Linked DNA regions of Danio rerio: region 2 is linked to region 1. The links are chromatin contacts, called in public HiChIP or PLAC-seq maps. All regions are on one chromosome and are shown on one strand. Each heading gives the region's core, a stretch centred on a gene start, on an enhancer-like site or on the middle of the called end of the contact. The rest is flanking DNA. Distances are from core to core; before and after follow the strand shown. Region 1 holds the start of fgf1b (fibroblast growth factor 1b). Region 2 holds the start of ndfip1l (Nedd4 family interacting protein 1, like).

What was found. HiChIP or PLAC-seq counts read pairs in DNA pulled down with a chosen protein or histone mark.
Region 2: a contact with region 1 is called in an H3K4me3 HiChIP or PLAC-seq map of gastrula embryo, with 7 times the contacts expected there. The contact joins the promoter of ndfip1l here to the promoter of fgf1b in region 1. A contact is called at or near these places in 6 of 18 Hi-C or Micro-C datasets (caudal fin, embryo, hematopoietic stem cells and 1 more) and 2 of 4 datasets of contacts at active chromatin or transcription factors (caudal fin and gastrula embryo).

The regions. Positions count from the first base shown.
Region 1 is chr21:47,858,154-47,861,449 of GRCz12tu, forward strand. It overlaps fgf1b (fibroblast growth factor 1b), which reads left to right and starts at 1,536. Exons shown (of 3, transcript NM_001105278.1): 1 at 1,536-1,741; 2 at 3,147-3,250. The coding sequence starts at 1,573.
Region 2 is chr21:48,042,969-48,046,264 of GRCz12tu, forward strand. ndfip1l (Nedd4 family interacting protein 1, like) reads right to left here and starts at 1,716. Exons shown (of 8, transcript NM_001002503.2): 1 at 1,560-1,716. The coding sequence starts at 1,589.

The DNA of each region.
Region 1 (3,296 bases), core at 286-2,785:
TCATTCGTTGCTCTTTAATCAGAATGTGTATTCACACAGTGAAGAAACGGCTAATAAGATTTGATTCTATTTCATTAAAATAGCTATTAATTTTAATAAGCAGAACTGTTTCCTAATTTATTTGCTGCTAATGTATCTTTTTTTTTTGTTGTAAATAATAATGAAACATATTACTGACCATTTAACTGTTTATTTGTAACAAAACAGCTCCAAACAAACATATTTAGTAATTTAGAGATTTTTTAAAGGGGTCAGGGGAATCCCGTATTATGGTGGACATATCTCTTTTCACATACCAATGTTGACAAGTATGCACCAGAAGCGTTGCTTGACATAAAGCTCTATTAGGGCACCGCCCCCCTCAAAAAAAAAAGTATATATATATATATATATATATATATATATATATATATATATATATATATATATATATATATATATATATATATATATAGTTAAATTCCCCCCTGAATTATTAGCCCCCTGCTAATAATTCACACACATCATGCTTAAGATCACCATCATAATAGTTTAGTCGACTTGCAAAACTCACTGCGTGCTGACACCTCAGCATAAAAGGCTGTCAATGTTGGTCTTACAACGCATGAGTAGCAGGTATTTTTTAAACACATGCATGTTTTTACATTGAAAAAAAAAACTGTAGAAAAGAGGCGCATTGGAAATGAAAAATCCATACAGTGGATCCACAACTTAACCTTAAGATCCAAATGGGCAAGTTTTGTTTTCAGAGCTTCAGTGAGACCGAATTTAAGCTCTGAAACGGTTAGTCTGAAATGTGTGCTTTAATTAGCAGCTCATTGAGGGACATCGCTCACACTGGCTGCTGTCTGACACTAAGACTCTAGTTTCAATAAGCACAATGTCTCTATGGTGCCTGGAAAACTGGCTCTGTGTAAGCTGAATACCTTCCTGTACTGTTTGTTCTCCATCACATCTCCGAAAGCTTTCCAAAATCATTCATTTTCCTTCGGCTCAGTCGCTTTTTTATCAAGGGTCACCACAGTGGACTGAACTGCTAAGTATTCCAGCATATGTTTTTCTTAGCGGATGCCCTTCCAGCCGCAACCCAGTACAAGGAAACACCCAAACACTCTAGCATTAACACTACAGCCATTTCAGTTTACCCAGTTCCACTGTACACATGTGTTGGAACTGTTTGAAACCGGAGCACTCAGAGGAAACCCACACAACCACGGGGAGAACATGCAAATTCCACACAGAAATGCCAACTGACCAGTGATATATAGGCTATGATTATTTTTAAGGGGAATAAAATAATAATAACTATAAAATCCAAAGTGATTAAATAAAACAACACATTCTAATGACATACTGCACAAATTGTAAAACTTCTTTAGACTCACAATGATAATAACCATAATTATGTTTTAAAATAGCAGCACCTTTCTGGCAGTTTATAATAAGTCCGTGTGAAGGAGTTGTGCGTGACACAAGCTCCTTATAAGTGCTGGCTTAAGCTCGGAGGACCGATCCATTTCAGTCGCGGGGGTGTTCAAGAACACAGCGCCTCTCAAAGCAGCAAAACGCGCGATGACCGAGCGGGATTTCACTGCTTTTGCACTGCTGTCTTCCACTACAGACAACAGAGACACAAAACACAACTCTCTCATAAAACTCCACTGCAGAAATGGAGGATTTCATCTCCGGATCCTACCCAGCGGGACGGTGGACGCGAGCCGACAAGACAACGACATTAACAGTCAGTATAGAGTCATTTGAAATTGAGGTAAAGTTAGTTTTATAATAATTTCTCCGTAATATAACTTCACAAAATTATCTCTATATATTCAAAGTAGTATTAGCAGCCAATTACTTTCAAAGTACAACATTGTCCACAGTCAATTAAATAGCGCTAATGTTTTTTCCAAGTCATCATAGCTTACTTACATGTGAATTCAGACCGAATAATCAAAGTACCATGGTAAACAACTTAGGGAGCATGTCACAAGTTGTCATTGAACGAATGTGGGAATATAAAACCAACTTTACCTCAATCCATTTGAACTTTAAAGCCATCCCTGCTGAAAAATCCAGCTTAAACCAGCCTAGGCTAGTTGGCTGGTTTTAGCTGGTCGACCAGCCTGGTTTTAGAGGGGTTTTGGCCATTTCCAGGCTGGTTTCCAACCATTTCCAGCCTGGTCCTAGCTGGTCAGGCTGGAAAATGACCAGCAAAATCCAGCTAAAACCAGCTCAACCAGCCTGGTTGAAGCTGGATATAGCTGGTTTTGGCTGGACTCTCAGCTTGGCTAGGCTGATCAAGCTGGTTTAAGCTGGTCATCTCCCAGCCTGACCAGCTAAGACCAGGCTGGAAATGGCTGGAAACCAGCCTGGAAGTGGCCAAAACCCCTCTAAAACCAGCCTGGTCGACCAGCTAAAACCAGCCAACCTAGGCTGGTTTAAGCTGGATTTTTCAGCAGGGATTTATAAAGTGAGATTCTCATGTTTTGGCTAAACAATGAGCTAAATGTAATGAATAAGATCAATATTACACTATTAATGGCGTGGATTGGTTGTTTCTATGAAATTATGGTGTATATGGGTGTACAGTGCACACACATGAAAAAATAATTTATAGGCTACTGTTTTCAAACTATACTATAGTAAAGTGCTTACGGCAACTATAAAGTTTGAACCATACAAAACTACCTGACAAAAGTCTTGCCTATCCAAGTTTTAGGAACAACAAATAATAACTTGACTTAGTTTATCATTTGGCAGTTCATTCCGCTGTGGTGACCCCAGAATAACAAAGGGATTAAGCCGAAAAGAAAATGAATGAATGAATTTATATAGTGTTTTATATCCATATACCATAAAGTGTATTATATTGCATATATTATAGCATTTACAGCACTTTCTTAGTGACTTCTTCACCATACTATACTATAGTGAACTGATAAACCATAATAAACACTGTTGTATACTTTAGTATTTATTACTGTATACTTTGGTCATTTGTTTACTATAGTTGTTGCATTACCATAGCACCTATAATATCACCACAACAAACCAATTCAAGTGCTTTACCATAGTATGGTTTAAAAAATATAGTATTTATTGTGAATTTACTATAGATTTGTTGTTATAGTGTTGTTGTATGGCAGCTCTTTTAAAGGTAAAAGCAGTGAAAGCAGGAGTTGTGGCCATCAGAGGTCATGAGACTGGACTATACCTTGCAATGGACAAATGTGGAAGACTTTATGGCACCGTGAGTTTATATATACTTGAATACCACTATTTTTCAGTGCTGTTTC
Region 2 (3,296 bases), core at 466-2,965, 180 kb after region 1:
GGATCATTCAAATATGTGAAGAGCATTTAGTTGTGCTTTGGCATGGGAAGATAACCAGTTTCAAGGTTTAGATCGGTCTGGAAAATCAAGATTTTAAAACCGCATTAGTTTTCTGTAGTACCGTTCCTAAGGTATATGTACGTTTTTTGCATATGTTTTCAAAACAATTTTATTTAGTTTTTAGGGCAACAGTATCTCTAGAAGAAAAGCACCCTAGATATCAAAAGCTACAGGTCCAAAATATTTTAAATGTTTCTTCAAATAAAATATATTGTGTTCAATGGGAGGGAGGAAGAGTTGTATTTTACCCAGACATTAAAAAATTGCTTATTTTGGAGCAGTAAATCACAATACCGTAATACATGAAACATGATATTAGTATCCAAGGTTGTCAATATTAGAGGTAAAGTTGTTTTTTATATTCGTACATTCTGACTTTCCCTTATCCCTTATATGCATTATTTAATACATACTTTATCATAACAATTAAAAATATTATCAACAACAAAACATACAGCATAATACTGAAGATCTAGAAGAAAAGGCGGATTTTAGATAATTCTTTTTAATATAGAGGCAAAGTTGGTTTTATATTCGAACATTATTTCATTTAGAAGTCTCTATATTATTTACCATGTTACTTTGAATATTCGATGGGAATTAGCATGCAAGTATGACTTGTAAACATTAACACTATCTAATAGACTGTAAAAAATGTTGTACTTTGAAAATCATAAGTTGCTAAAATGATTGCCGCATTTAGAAATTGCAAAGAATACTTTTCTGAAATAAAGTCTGAATATAAAAATATAAAACTAACTTTACTTCTATGCTTTTAATTATTTTCTTACTACAAACAGCAAGATTTTTTTACAAATGTTCTAACATAAGCAACATTAACAGGTAATACAGGTAATATTTATGATAATATTTATGATAAACACATAATTTTTAGAAGTTTATATTTTGTCTACTGCACGTTAAACTTTTATGTAATGTTTATGGTTATACTATATGCCATAGTATTACAATCAATAACATTTCTTTCCTTGTGACATTACAAAAACAGTGTTTTCCAGTCGTGTCTGATAGTAATACTGTAATAACATATTTTCAGACGTGGATAAGCAGTTTTTGCTGTTCTCTGGATGAAATCAATGAATGTTTAGTCTCTAAAACAAATTAAAAGCCATACTGTTCTGAAACATTTAATAGGTAATGTATATTGCTGCATATATATATCGGATGTGGTCGGTAATATTTACTGTATAACATTACTAGCATAGAGGTTGTAACGCATTATATTACTGAATGAATGACAACTTTGACGTAAGCAAAACATCAACTTATTTTAATACTAAACGGGAAACCGCAACATATTGACTGATGAGCGCAATCTAAGTGTAATAATAACATGTCGCAATTATTTAAATGGACGTGATTTCAAAACAATGCGGCCTGCATCCTGTCAAAGCCTCGGCGTTTCCTGAAACCGTCCCCCACCGAGGACGCGCCTGCTGTGGGTGAGCTTTAAAACAACCACGCTGAGTCTCACTGACCTGCTGATATCTCCCGCTCGGCTCTGCCATCTTTAGCTTGAAAAGAAAACGAGGATCCCCGCACACACGATTCACGCACCAATCCGTCTAACGTAAAAGGAAATTGTATAAAGTGTCTTCAGCTCAGCCACAGCCTTCATCAGTATGGAAGGCCGTTAGGGCCAAAACGTCTGCAACAAACGTGTTAACGCGTAATTGCGTGTTAACACGTAATTTACGCGTTAACACGTCATTTACGCGTTAACACGTTGGTACGTGTTAACACGTCATTTACGTGTTAACACGCAATTTACGTGTTAACACGTCTTTTTTTAAACTAGTCTCATTTTAAAGTGCTATCATTTTTCATTCTTGAAACTGCTTATTTTAAAATGTATAATGTCATTTCACTAAAATCACAATAAATGTTTTGCAGTCAATGTTATGTAGCAGATATTTAGTATTATGAAAGGCCAAACATCTTCTGTAATGTTATGTTTGATGGCATAATAATGTATAATAATAATGTTTGTTATTCAGCTGCTGAGATTTCTTTAAAAAATGTGTCCAGAGAAATCAGAATGAGATTTATTTGACAAGTGTGTGCAAACAAAAGAAATGTTTTGTGTTTTTTTTTTCAGAAGCACATATACATACAGTACACACATACAAATGAACACAGGAAAAAAGAATGACATAAGTGGATAAAGTAAATAATACAACATTTTGGTTACAAATCATAAACAGTAAGGGTTGTGTATATTTATGACTATAAAAACAGGTAGCAACCAATCTAATAATAAAGATCGATAAAGATGTGTAGAGATCTGGATGTTGGGCAGGTGCACAGAATTAATCCTCTCCGCTGTCCTGACAATCCGCTGCAGTCTTATGTCTGATTTGGTGGCTGATCCAAACCAGACAGTAATTGAAGTTTTGTCAGATGAAGTGGCTGCAGATTCTACATTCTCATACCATATATAACATGTCATAAATTACTAGATTATATATATATATATATATATATATATATATATATATATATATATATATATATATATATATATATATATATATATATATTTGTTTGCAGAACTTTGCACTAGATATTTTTATATATTTTTTAGAGCTGGAAGCTCCAATCACCAAGACAAAACATTACTTTGTGCAAACGATGTAAGGTAAGCAAAGCCAAAATTATAATTTACTAAATCAAAAGTACAAGATAAAGTCAAAATAATGATTTAATAACTCAAATTTATGACTGAATAATTCTGTAAAAATTACATTACAACAACAGGCGGTAGAAAAAAAAAAACAATCTAAATGTGTAACAATTCTCTAAATATTTTGTATAATAAAACCTGATATAGTTAAAATGTTTTACATAATTGAACATTCATGTACATATTTGTAATTATAATGGACACACACACACACACACACACACACACACACACACACACACACACACACACACACACACACACACACCTTCACCTTTGAACTTGTGGGGGAAACCAGAGCACCTGGAGGAAACCCAAGCCAACACAGGGAGCAGGAATGGGCAAAAATACATTGAACCACATTTTAAAATAAAATCCCAAATCCATCAATTTTACATGTATCAATATAAACTACAAAATACAGCAGCCACAAATGTATCAAAGTAAAATTCTATATATCTTTAATTTTAAAATACACAAAATACTTTTACAAGCGAGCAGGAAATTTCGTCACGAAATAGGCATATTTGGT